2 separate regions of the Sus scrofa genome follow, and region 2 is linked to region 1. Evidence: chromatin contacts called from public Hi-C data. All regions are on one chromosome and are shown on one strand. The core of a region is the stretch at or near the end of the contact, and the rest is flanking DNA. Distances in the headings are between cores, read along the strand shown. Region 1 has its middle 300 kb from the start of RUNX1. Region 2 has its middle 200 kb from the start of SETD4.

Region 1 (6,288 bases), core at 1,207-3,706:
CTCAGACTCACCCTGTTTTTGATGACCTTGACAATTTGGGGGAGTATTGTCAGCTAGGCTATAGGAGGTCCCTTCATTTGGCTTTGTCAGGTTTTTTTTTTCCATCACTAGACTGGTAGTGGTATTGCCCTTTGGGGATGTCGTATTGAAAAATATGTGTGTTCTGTGAAGTTTGGGTATTGGAAATCAATAGGCACTCTGCAGGGAGTGCATTAGTTGCATGGGAAACATCCATGAGAAGACCGACTCGCCGTAAACTACACTGATGCAGTTCCTTAAATTTGTATGGCCGTCAGGCCTTGAGGACATCCGAGAGCTTCCTTATTTGATCACACCACATAAAGAGCTATCATGCCAGCCACAGATATTGCTCTGTGTGGGCTGTCTGCTATAACAACCAACCTCAAATTTTCAGTGACTTAACAAAATCAAATTCTACTTCTCACTCATGCCACAGATAAATGCAAGTCTTCTGGGTGGTGCTGTGTCTCTTCCAATAGTGATTTGCTGCCACTCAGGCTTCTTTTTTCCTACGCCTGCCCTTTCCTGGCTCTTACTGGCATTAGTGAGTGGACAAGAGAAGAGAGAAAGAGCATGGAGAATTAGGTGGCAAGTTTTAAGGGCCAGACATAGATGTGCCATGCATTAATTCTGTATGCATTTTATTGGCCAGAACTCAATCACATGACACCCCCCAACTGCAAAGAAGAAGACAAAATGTGGTGTAGCACTACAGCAGACAGATAAAGAACTGGGAATTTGTGAACACACAACAACCTCTGCCATCCTTTGAACTTATGGGGCATCATTTCCTGTAGAGGAGTTCCCCTGTGGCTCTGCAGGTTAAGGATCTGGTGTTGTCACTGCTGTGGCTCAAGTTGCTGCTGTGGCACAAGTTGCTACTGTGGCACAGGTTTGATTCCCATCCCTGGAACTTCTGCATGCCATGAGGTCAGCCAAAAAGAAAATAAATAAGTAAATTTCCTGTAGATAAAAGAGATACAGTAACTCCAAAGATGCATATTGTTGTTTCCTTATAATATGCCTGTTGAGATTGTACTGAGGAGGCTGGGGTCATACTGTCTTTTCATAAGGACTTCCATTATAACACTGTCATTTCCTAATGCTGAAATTTGTCTTTTAAAGCAAAACAGAAGGAGAAGAGGTGCAAACTGGAGTTAATTATCACATCAAACAAATGTGTCTGATATAAACAACTTATACAACCCAACAGCAAAAAAACCAATCAATGGAAAAATGGGCAAAAGACCTGAATAGACATTTCTCCAAAGAAGATATACAGATGGCCAACAAACACATGAAAAAGTGCTCAACATCGCTGATTATAAGAGAAATGCAAATCAAAACCACCATGAGATACCACCTCACACCAGTCAGAATGGCCATCATTAATAAATCCACAAATAACAAGTGCTGGAGGGGCTGTGGAGAAAAGGGAACCCTCCTGCACTGTTGGTGGGAATGTAAACTGGTACAGCCACTATGGAGAACAGTTTGGAGATACCTTAGAAATCTATACATAGAACTTCCATATGACCCCGCAATCCCACTCTTGGGCATCTATCCGGACAAAACTCTACTTAAAAGAGACATGTGCACCCGCATGTTCATTGCAGCCCTATTCACAATAGCCAAGACATGGAAACAACCCAAATGTCCATCGACAGATGATTGGATTCGGAAGATGTGGTATATATACACAGTGGAATACTACTCAGCCATAAAAAGAATGACATAATGCCATTTGCAGCAACATGGATGGAACTAGAGAATCTCATCCTGAGTGAAATGAGCCAGAAGGACAAAGACAAATACCATATGATATCACTTATAACTGGAATCTAATATCCAGCACAAATGAACATCTCCTCAGAAAAGAAAATCATGGACTTGGAGAAGAGACTTGTGGCTGCCTGATGGGAGGGGGGGAGGGAGTGGGAGGGATTGGGAGCTTGGGCTTATCAGACACAACTTAGAATAGATTTACAAGGAGATCCTGCTGAATAGCATTGAGAACTATGTCTAGATACTCATGTTGCAACAGAACAAAGGGTGGGGAAATAATGTAATTGTAATGTATACATGTAAGGATAACCTGACCCCATTGCTGTACAGTGGGAAAAGTAAAAAAGAAAAAAAAATGTGTCTGGTGCTAAATATATACAACGTATTCAACCAGATGACTGCAAGAAGTAGCCATCATTACCCACATTTTACGGAAATGAGGACCAAGCAGAGTCGCATAAAAGGAAGCTGAACCTAAAAGCATACCTCAATCCAAAGTATACCTTTCTAGAAAAGAATGAACTGGGTCTTTCTTTCCCAAAGAGGCCGAATCTCTCTTTCATTTTTTAATGACCTTCTTCAATCTGAGCTATAGTATGTCTGGATGTTAATTGTCTAGTAGTCTAGACAGTGATGATATTATAACCAAGTTATGCACAGATAATCACTGTGTCACTGTTTCCAATGCTGCCTACACATATTGCTTCACTGAACACACTTGGCATGTGGATTATTCTCTTGATATTTATTTTCACCGTTTAAGTAGAGAATGCTTACTTAATCAAACCATCCGGTGGACCAAGAATTTTTTTTATATAAATCAAATGAAACATGAGCGTCTTGAAACTAAAAGAAAAATAATGTTCATGTGCCTCACATTTTTCTGGGAATGCTGGAGCAATCCACCTATACTTTTCTTGCTTCATTCACCAGAGAGAGGTCTTACACAGGTTCTTCAAATATTTTCATGACAAATCATTCCTTTCCAGATAGGTGACTTACCCAAAGCCATTCTCATTAAAAAAAAAAAAAAAAAAAAAAAAAAAAAAAAAAAAAAAAGAAATTTTCTGGAGATATCTTTTACTTACTCAGAATTAGGCTTTATAATCTATTTTAATGCGCCTACATAGCCTGCCTGGTCCAGTGCACAAGTGCTAGGAAAATGGACAACAATTTGGCTCTTACATGGACGGAAAATAAAACAATGTGTCTTTAAAAAAACATCGTCTTAATGAAGAATAAGGGTCATGATGTCATGGCATCACTTAAACCAACCTGAAGGAGGAAGATTTTGAAATCAATACAGAAATGAAAAACAATATGGTTTGGAAAGTGGGAGGATGTTCCAGACACAGTGGATAACAAGGTTTATTTTTGGCATGGAAAGAGAAAATGATCAAAGGGACCTGGATGAAATTTGTTCGGCCAAGGAAAAGGCATAGACCGGGGGTAACAGGCAGACACGCGGGCTTGGCAGGGGGGCGGTGCTGATACAAAATGATGTGGGGACAGTGCAAAGGCTCTGCTGACTGTTTCACATGCTATTTCCACCAGCATAATCACCCCCCGCGTCAGTGTTCTACCTCAAGAAGACCCCTTACGTGAAAATCTAGGGCTGAATGGGGTAAAATGGAAAATTCCTCCACCCCTGTGATAGCAGCCTGCTTGCTCTCTCACACAAAATGCAAACAAGGCATTTAAGAAAAATTTAAAATTCATCTGTGCCAGACTGAGCTTCGGCCTCTGGCAGGAAATGTGGGTAGACCCATGGGGGAGGGTTGTGAAGTGGGGTGCAATGGCCAGCCAGAGGGCAGGAAGAAGGTTCTCTAGCCTACTGAAAGGAGCAGGGGCCACTCACCGATGATGTCCGTTTTGCTTCTTAATTCTGAGTAAATCCAGCTTTTGCCAAATGTACTGGTTAAATTGTGACCCCCCCCATAAAATATATGTTCACACAGAACTTGTGAATGTGACTTTATTTGGGTAAAGGGACGTCTCAGATATAATTAAGTTTTCAACAGAAGAGCATCCTGGATTTATGGGAAGCAAATCCAATGGCAGGTGTCCTTATAAGAGAAAGGCAGAGAGAGATTTGAGACCCAGAGACACAGGGCCATGTGAAGAGAGAGGAAAAGATTGGAGCCTACAAGCCAAAGAGCAGTGCACATGCATACACGCACATACACACACACACATACAAGCACACATCCATGCATGCACGCATATACACACGTGCACGGTGCACGCATTTTGTTTATCCACTCATCTCCTGATGAATACTTGGGTTGCTTCCACCTTTCAGCTACTGTGAAGAGTCAAGGAACAGAATCTCCACAAGAAACCAACTGTGCTGGTGCCTTGATTTCATACTTCTGGCCTCCAGAACCAATAAGAAAATAACTTTCTGTTGTTTTAAGCCACCAAGTTTATAGTACTTTGTTACAATCACCCCAGCAAACTAACACACCAAACCAGAAACGGGATCATGCTTATTTCCTTGTCCCCCCCACCCCGGGCCACCCCATCCACAAACTACTTGAATTTTGGTAAAATACATATAATATAAAATTTACATCTTAGCCATTTTAAAGGCATAATCCAATGGCATTTACTACATTCCCAGTGCTGGTGTAGCCATCACCACCACCCAGCTCCAGAACGTTTCATCTCCCTAAACAGAAATTCTTTAGGCTTAACACTAACTTCCCCTTACCTTCTCCCCCGGTTCCTGATAATCATCATTCTACTTCCTGTTAGGATGAATGCGACTATGCTAGGTACCACATCAAAGTGAAATCACACAGTATTTGTCCTTTTTTGGTCTGGCTTCTTTCACTTAGCATAATATCCTCAAGGTCCAATCTTGTTGTCGCACGGATCAGTACTTTACTCCTTTCTACATAAGTAATTATAATTTATTACATATACATGTAATGGATATATATATATATATGCACACAGACATATATTCAGTTCACATTTTGCACATCCATCATCTGCTGCTGAACACTTGGGCTGCCTCTGCTTTGGGCTACTGTGATAATGCTGTTATAAACATGGAAGAACAGGTATCTTCTCATCGTCAAAATCTTTTACTTCTCCATAGTCACCTCTCTTGAACTCCTTCATCTCTTCTTCTAGTGGGTCTCATCCCTAGACCAGGCTCCTTCTTCCTCAGTCATGCCCTTTTCAGGATAGTTTTTGGGAGTGAACACTGCAGGGTTTCTAGAGAGATATTTAAGTGAGATTTAGGGGGAGAACTCAATGCCTAGTGGAGGTACAGGGTGCTGGGCAGTAATCAATGGCTAGGAGACTTGGTTAGTGCTGTATTTGCAGAGCATTGATGATGATGTATTAGCATAGCAAGCGCAATGTTTTCAGTTATAGAAGTTACAGACCAATACCAATGGTTAAGTTTGTTAGAAAGGGCTACTCTTCACATAGTATTTATACAAGCTCAAGTCAAGGAATATTATCCCTGCCTTTCTTTGCGGTGACTCAGAGATGTTATGGAGGCTTAAACCGGGTGCTTCCTCTCCATTCTTGATGCTTATTCTAAGTTAACGGTAACCATAAAATTTACCATCCAGTAAAGTCAGACGTTTTGAGAGTAAAAGAGGAGATATGAGAACTTGCGCCAAAGACAACTGGCCACAACTGGGGTTCATCTAGGCAAAGGGATGTGTGGGCACCCTGCTGAGAATCACCTCCTCACTATTCCCTCCAGCCACTCCTTCTGCCTTCAGGACCTACAGCACCCTGGTTACACCCAACCAGGAGCCCATATAGAATATGATACCTTCAAATGCATATTTTGTGACATAGAATCCCAAGCCTCCCAAGAACATGGGATATATGCTGTGCTGGAGCCAAGGACAGGCATATATACATATTCACTCTGCTTAACCATTCTTCCTACTTGGCTTTTTTCCCCCAGAAAATAAGAGATAGCTCATGTCAGCCATTATAACTCCAAAAAAAATAAAAGAAATATATATTATTTGCTATACCACTTGCAGAGGGTCAAAATTTTGTTCTATTAGCCTATTTATGCCCTCCTACTTGTGGAGTTTTTCTTTGGAGGAAAAATAGTGTTTTGCTGGCCTGAAGAGCAAGCTCACGCAAATAGCACAAGTATTCTGGTCTAGGAATAGCAAGAGCTTACCTCTAAAGGGGGAAAATTCTAGCTTCTATTTATTTATACTGCTTTTTTTCCCCTCAACAATTGCTGCTCTCTATAATTTCAATGTCTGTAAAAATAGCAGTTATGTAAACATTAATGCATAAAAAAACTATCGTTTTGATGTAGCCTGCAAATCCTAGAAGCTAAACATTAAGGAATCATTAGATTTTTTTTTCCCTTTAAACAAGAGAAACAGGTTCACAATCTTTTTATCCCTAAAACGTACCCTTCAAAGCTTTTCAAGTTAAAATTGTTAAGCAAACCTGAATTATCATTCGTACTGCAGTTTAGTAAATGTT
Region 2 (6,288 bases), core at 2,442-4,941, 460 kb after region 1:
CTTGATGAATAATAAGCAGACCTTTAGGAAACAAAAAGGATCTTATTTAAAAGAGTTGACAAGGAGTTCCCGCTGTGGCTCAGTGGGTTAGAACCCCACAGTGTTGATGAGATGGGGATTTGATCCCTAGCCTTGCTCAGTGGGTTAAGGATCCATCGTTGCGGCAAGCTGCACCATAGGTCGCTGATGCGGCTCAGATCCTGAGTTGCAGTGCCTCATGCGGGCACACAGCCCCAGTGTGACCCCTGCCTGGGAACTTCCATATGCGGGTGTGTCTATAAAAAGAAGAAAAAAGAAAGAAGAAAAAAGAGTTGACAAAAGAGCACCAAACTAACATCCACTGACATCCCCAGTGGATGGGACACATCCACTGAACTTCTGAAAAGAACCCCTCACCAAGCTCTCTTTTTGCGACTGCCACAAAGGTACCTTAAGTGGACACTCTCGGGTGAGCTGACACCACATTTAACAGAAGCCTGAGAAATAAAGCCACTCAATCAGCTCAAATAGGTATGGCGGCCAATAAATGATCTGCCAGGAATGCTCCCTTCTGGAACTCAGTAAAAGAATAAATGCCTAGAATGTTCTGCATCTTCAATTATGTAACCAAAGTCAAATAACCTCACAGGCTTGCTGACCACCTTTCGAGAAAGAAACACCCAGTAGTACAACCGGTAAAACTGATCCCGGCTCAAAGGATACGCAAGGGAGAGAGGAAAGCGGGCAGGGTCTCGGCGCCTTCCACTCTTAATTACAGGAGAGAGTGGTTCATTCATGGCTTCCCGCCCAGAGGCTTCTATCTCCCCAGCCCCCTCTGCCCGCCTGCCACCCCCCAGGGGAGGTTGTGTCCTTCTTTTCTTTCTTGGGTCAGGTTTCAGGCTGACACGTGGTAATTGATTCCGTTTCTGGTTAGACGGGTGTTAAGTGGGAGGGATGAAGTTTCCGTGAAAACAAATAGCACTTCATGGGTCTGACCTTTCCTCGTTGGGGCTTTTGTTGTGGTCGGCTCTGGGATGTGCAGTTCAAAACCTGCATGAGCCCGTTGTGTCTGTGTCTGCAGCTCCCCCGATTCACCTTCATCAGCTCCCAATGTGCAGAGGACAGCTAGATTGTCTCAGTGTCGCTTCTGGCTTGATGACAGCCCAGCAGCAGGTGGAGGCTCCAATTCACCCCCGAGAATTGGTGTCTGAGAGATAGAGATGGCCAAGTGTGGCCTAAGCCTTCTAGGATAGCATGTCTCCATGGAAAAGACTTAACATTCCGGAGACAATGAGAAGAGAGCTTCTAATGATGGTACCCCCAGTCCAAGGGCTGCCTCCAATCTGTGGCACGATTTCAGCATTCGCTCCAACCACCAGAAAAAGGGATCAGCGCTGCCATGTGAGGCTCGAAGGGAGCCCAATACAACAAATAGTGGGGAGTGATTGGCATGGCCACCCTCTGCATTTTTCGGATCCCCTTCGGGACTGAAAGGTGCATTTCTGCAGAGCTGGGAGGACTGTCCTTGCTCTGCAGATGCTGCCCTGGGCTGATGAGAACCACCTTGCATGAGATCACACCCTTTTCCTGCAAAACCTGAAGTCTAATGACTGGCTGACAAGTCAGGAGCATGGCAGCCTGACCTCCTGCTCCAACTCAGCAGGATTCTGAAAACGATGCCAGCTTCCATGGGATAAGAGCCACATTGTTCAATTTCTCCTCTGGCCCCTGCTGCTTCCTCCCTGGTTGGATCACCAGAGTGCCCCTAACCAACGTCCACCATGCTGATGTGCCCCTCACCGTCTGCTTCAGGAACCCACCCTGATGCCAGAAGTGGTTCCAGAAAGCAAGGCTAATTAATATAATTTCAGAACTGGACCACCCACTGCCCAGCTAGCAGTGAATCTCTATCACGCAGCTCGAGGTTCAAAGCAGCAGAGAACTGGGGCAGGAAATGCATGGCCCGTGCATTTCCACTGGCTGTTTGAGAAATACAAACAGGAAAGAGCCATTCTGAAGAGGTAAGATTGGATGGCTGTTGTCCAGGTCTCTTGATGTTTGGGAGGGTGACAGCAAAAGCCTGAGGATGTTAACCATCAATGAAATGCTAAGTGTGAAAGGCAGAAGTCCTCCTTGCCAGCTCCTAAAGAGACTCAGCCCTCGTATTCAAATTGCAGAGAAAGCTAAGGATCAGGCACAGGACTTATTCATGAAAATAGCAGGGTTCCACGGGATCTCAACCAAACCTGGCAGCTCTGCTTGGACAAAGCTCAGAGCTCCTGGTGGGAAAGAATCATGCCCCCAGTCCCCAAGTGTTTAGGAACAGATAAACTGATGGTTGCCAAGGCTTACACAAATAAGAGCTATCACAGTGAGGAAGCTCAAGGGGGAAGTTTCTAAACTGTCTCCTACCCCAGCCAAGAGAGTAAATCAAAAACGATATCGTATCCTTGGATGGGTTAGAGGGGGAGGTTTGGATTTTGAAGCTTAGAACTACCCTTAAGTACCTACAGGATGCAGAGTGTGGCTGTTATCATATCACCATTGAATTAATCAGTCTGGGCCCTGCAGAACTCACATCGGTCCTGGAGGGTGACAGACTCCTACAGACTTAAACAAGCAGCAGCCACAGCTGGCACTGAAGCTTCCTTACCAGATAGTCTATTTTTTCTTAAACACAGGCTCAGGTACATGGTGTGCAGCCTTTGATCTGGGAACTCTGTCCTTTCATCCCTATCAAAAAGAAGGATCAGAAACAGTTCACATTTGCTCAGAACAGACAACGGTATTCATTTGCAGTGTTGACCCAGGGCTATGCTAACTCTCTTCTCTCTGTCATAATATAGTCTGAGGAGCCCTGGACAAGCTGGGCATTTGCAGGATATCAGGCTGGGGGTGACATCATGTAAATCAGACCTGATGAGCAAGAAGTGTCAAGGATACTCAAAGCCTTCACAAGTCAGACTCATGCCATAAATAAAATGGGAACTAACCATCACAGGCCACATCAGCAAACTTTTTAAAGGTCTAGGGTCTAGGCATTTCAGGATATCTCAGCCAAAGTAAATAACAAATTATTATCTCACCCCTTCTTAAAAAAAAAAAAAGTAAAACTGCAGCACAATAGCCTTTAGGTTTCAGGGACACTAGTTTCACAGTTGGGAATATTGCTCGTATCCATATAACAAGGGATAGAATGGCCATCAAAACAGGGAAATCTCTGCAAAAGTCCTGCCACAGCATAAATGGCCCTATGGCCTAAGCTTCATGGCCCAGCAGACCCTCTGGCATTAGTAGTACTAGTGATGGAAAAGAAACACAGTGTGGAGTTTTTGGCAATCCAAATTGGGAAAATCACAACTCCGAAACTTAAGAGTTCTGGAGCAAACATGTCCACTACATCTAATAACAATATAGCTTTAGAATAAAGAGCACCCCGCATGCTGCTGTCCCCAACCAGGGGACACGAGGTAATCAACCATCCATGATGAGCTGGGTTCCGTCACACCCAGGAAGCCACATACCCAACAGCCATCTATTGTAAGATGAAAGTGGTGCATCCAGATCAGGGCATAAACAAGTTATCCCAGCAGGTACCCCAGATCTCCATGGTATTCACCATTGCTGCATCAGTGCCTCCCCTTAGCTCATACCCATGGCCACATGGGAGGTCCGTTATGACCAGCTGATGGAGCAGGGGAAAGCCCAAGCTTGATTTATCCATGAGTCAGCTGAATACCAAAGGCACAAGCCAAACAAACAGTGGCTGCTGTTCAGCCTCACTTGGAGGGGGCGGCCTTAAAAGATAGTGGTTGGAGGAAACCATCCCAAAGTCAGCACTTTGGATGGCGCGTACTCCATGTTAAAAGGGAACTGGGACTTGGAAATGGCCAGTGTACAGATAACATGAGGTCCTTACACCATGACTGGACTTGGATAGACAGCAACATCTCTGGGTAGTTTATGTCACTGTCTCCAAAATCTAGACAAGCATCAGAACCACCTGTTGAAAAGTTTTAAAGACTGTAAGTCCCTAACCCCCATCTCAAAATTACTGAAATAAATGCCCCAGAGAAGGAGCTCATACGTCTATATTTTATGAAAGATCCTTAAGTGATTCTGCTATTGCTAGTCCTTGAACTGGTATTTGGAAAACATTTGTTTAAGTGATCAGCAATGCCACAAAGAAGAAAAAAAAAATATTAGCAAATACTGCAAACACACAACTAGTCCTATTGTGGTAATCATTTTGCAACATATATGTGTATCAAATCATCGTGTTGTACAGCTTAAACTTAGAGTGTTATATGTCAATTATATCTCATAAAGCTGGGGGGGGAGAAAAATATATAAATTTTTAAAATCAAGCACATGTAAGACTATGCGCTTTAATATATGTCACCCTCTGGGGTATGTGTTATTACTAACCCATCTGGTAGGTGAGAACACTGAAGTGACCTGACCTACTCAGGGTCATTTAGATGCAAATGATGGAGACAGTATTTGAACTTAGCCTGACTCTGGGGTCCCTGTGCTTAATCATGATGTCTAGTGGAAAATTCACTCAAGAAAAGTGAAGGGGCAAGAAAAATCTGTAATCCCCAAGCCTGTACAGTTGTAAGGCTAATTCTGTATTTACCTTCAATGAAGACAAATTGTTTTTCCAAATAGTTTAACTTCAGTATCCCTTTACAATAGCATGTGAGCGCCATCTAGTGGCTATAGATAAGGCCGCTTGATGAGTCATTGCTCTGAGTTAAGCAAGATCCGCTGACAACAGAAAAATTGTTGTTAAAATTGAGTAGAATCAGGTTTCCAATTCCAAAATGAATGAATTCCAGTTCCAGAAGGATGAATTCTTTGACTTCATCAAAAGTTTTTAAAATATGGCAAGGATATCAAAATGAGGGAAAAGAATCAAAATGAGTGAAATCAATAACAGCCACAGAGGATTCCCACTGTGGCTCAGGAGAAATGAACCCTACTATAATCCATAAGGATGCAGGTTCAATCCCTGGTATCACTCAGTAGGTTAAGGATGTGGCGTTGCCGTGAACTGTGGTGTAGTTCGCAGATGTGTTGCTAGTGTGGCTGTGGCTGTGGTGTAGGCCGGCAGCTGCAGCTCCGCTTGACCCCTAGCCTGGGAACTTCCATATGCCATGGGTGCAGTCCTAAAAATAAATAAATAAATAAATAAATAAATAACATCCATAGAAATGATGTCAGACAAGATTTTGTTGGGGTTTTTTTTAATGAAAAACAATAGTAATAAAACAGAGAAGAGGAAAAATCCATATGTCAAATCATTTTTAAGTTTACATCCTTGTAATGAATTTACTACATGCATACATGAAAAATTTTTCATAACTAACAATTTTTCCATGACTTCTCTTTGTTCAGCAAAATTTCCTGTCCAGGTACTAAGATAGCATCTGCTCCCACCTCTACTGCACGAGACCCCATGTCTACCCAACAGGATGATAAGTGCTAGAAGTTTAGAAACCCGTGACCTCTCCCTGATGTCCATGAGATTCATTTTCCCTCAAGATCTATTGAACCCATTCAGGCAGGGGCAAGGCAGGGCAGAACTGAATTCACACAATAGGAGCCAGTTTACTGTGAAAAGCAGGTCCAGAAAGAACGCATCAGGAGCCATGAGCAGGAGATGATTTCAGTGCTCCAGGAGTCGCCATTCACATCCAGAACCAGAGTCAGAAGACAGAGGGGTGGCTCCATGGTGGAGTCTGGCCTCCCCAGGCTCTGATGAACTTTCTTTCCATTGTTCTGCAAGCATAAGTGTTCACTCCACAGGTTCTTTAATGCTCATACTGAACTTTAAATAGCTCTTGAGGAGTTCCCATCCTGGATTAGCAGTAACTAACCTGACTAGCATCTGTGAGGATTCGGGTTTGGCCCCTGATCTCACTCAGTGGGTTAAGGATCTGGCATTGCTGTGAGCTGCGATGTAGGTCGCAGATACCACTCGGGTCCTGCGTTTCTGTGGCTGTGGTGTAGGCCGGAAGCTGCAGCTCTGATTTGACTCCTAGCCTAGGAACTTCCATGTGTTGTGGGTGTGGCCCTAAAAAGATAGATAAATAAATAAATAAACAAACAAACTCTTTAGCAGCATTCATTTCAGGGACTAATTTTCTCCTAATATGAACCTTGAAAACATGATGCTAATTGAAAGAAGTCAGACACAAAGGCCATGTATTATATAATTCCATTGCTATGACATGTCCAGCAGAGGTGAATCCGTAGAGATAGAAAGCAAATTGGTGGTTGCTGGGGGCTGGGGAAAGGGGAGGA

The links. Hi-C and Micro-C count contacts between places; a contact is called where the count stands out from the background.
Region 2: a contact with region 1 is called in a Hi-C map of embryonic fibroblasts, with 3 times the contacts expected there. The contact joins two enhancer-like sites. A contact is called at or near these places in 1 of 47 Hi-C or Micro-C datasets (embryonic fibroblasts) and 1 of 2 datasets of contacts at active chromatin or transcription factors (alveolar macrophages).

What each region holds. Positions count from the first base shown.
Region 1 is chr13:198,928,960-198,935,247 of Sscrofa11.1, forward strand. No RefSeq gene overlaps it. Among named protein-coding and RNA genes, the nearest start is that of RUNX1, 300 kb to the left of the region's middle. Within about 2 kb of position 2,457, at least 1 of the 83 cell types and tissues checked has an H3K27ac peak or open chromatin away from gene starts, as enhancers often do. A contact at or near this core is called in embryonic fibroblasts, where this site is marked.
Region 2 is chr13:199,386,885-199,393,172 of Sscrofa11.1, forward strand. No RefSeq gene overlaps it. Among named protein-coding and RNA genes, the nearest start is that of SETD4, 200 kb to the right of the region's middle. Within about 2 kb of position 3,692, at least 5 of the 83 cell types and tissues checked have an H3K27ac peak or open chromatin away from gene starts, as enhancers often do. A contact at or near this core is called in embryonic fibroblasts, where this site is marked.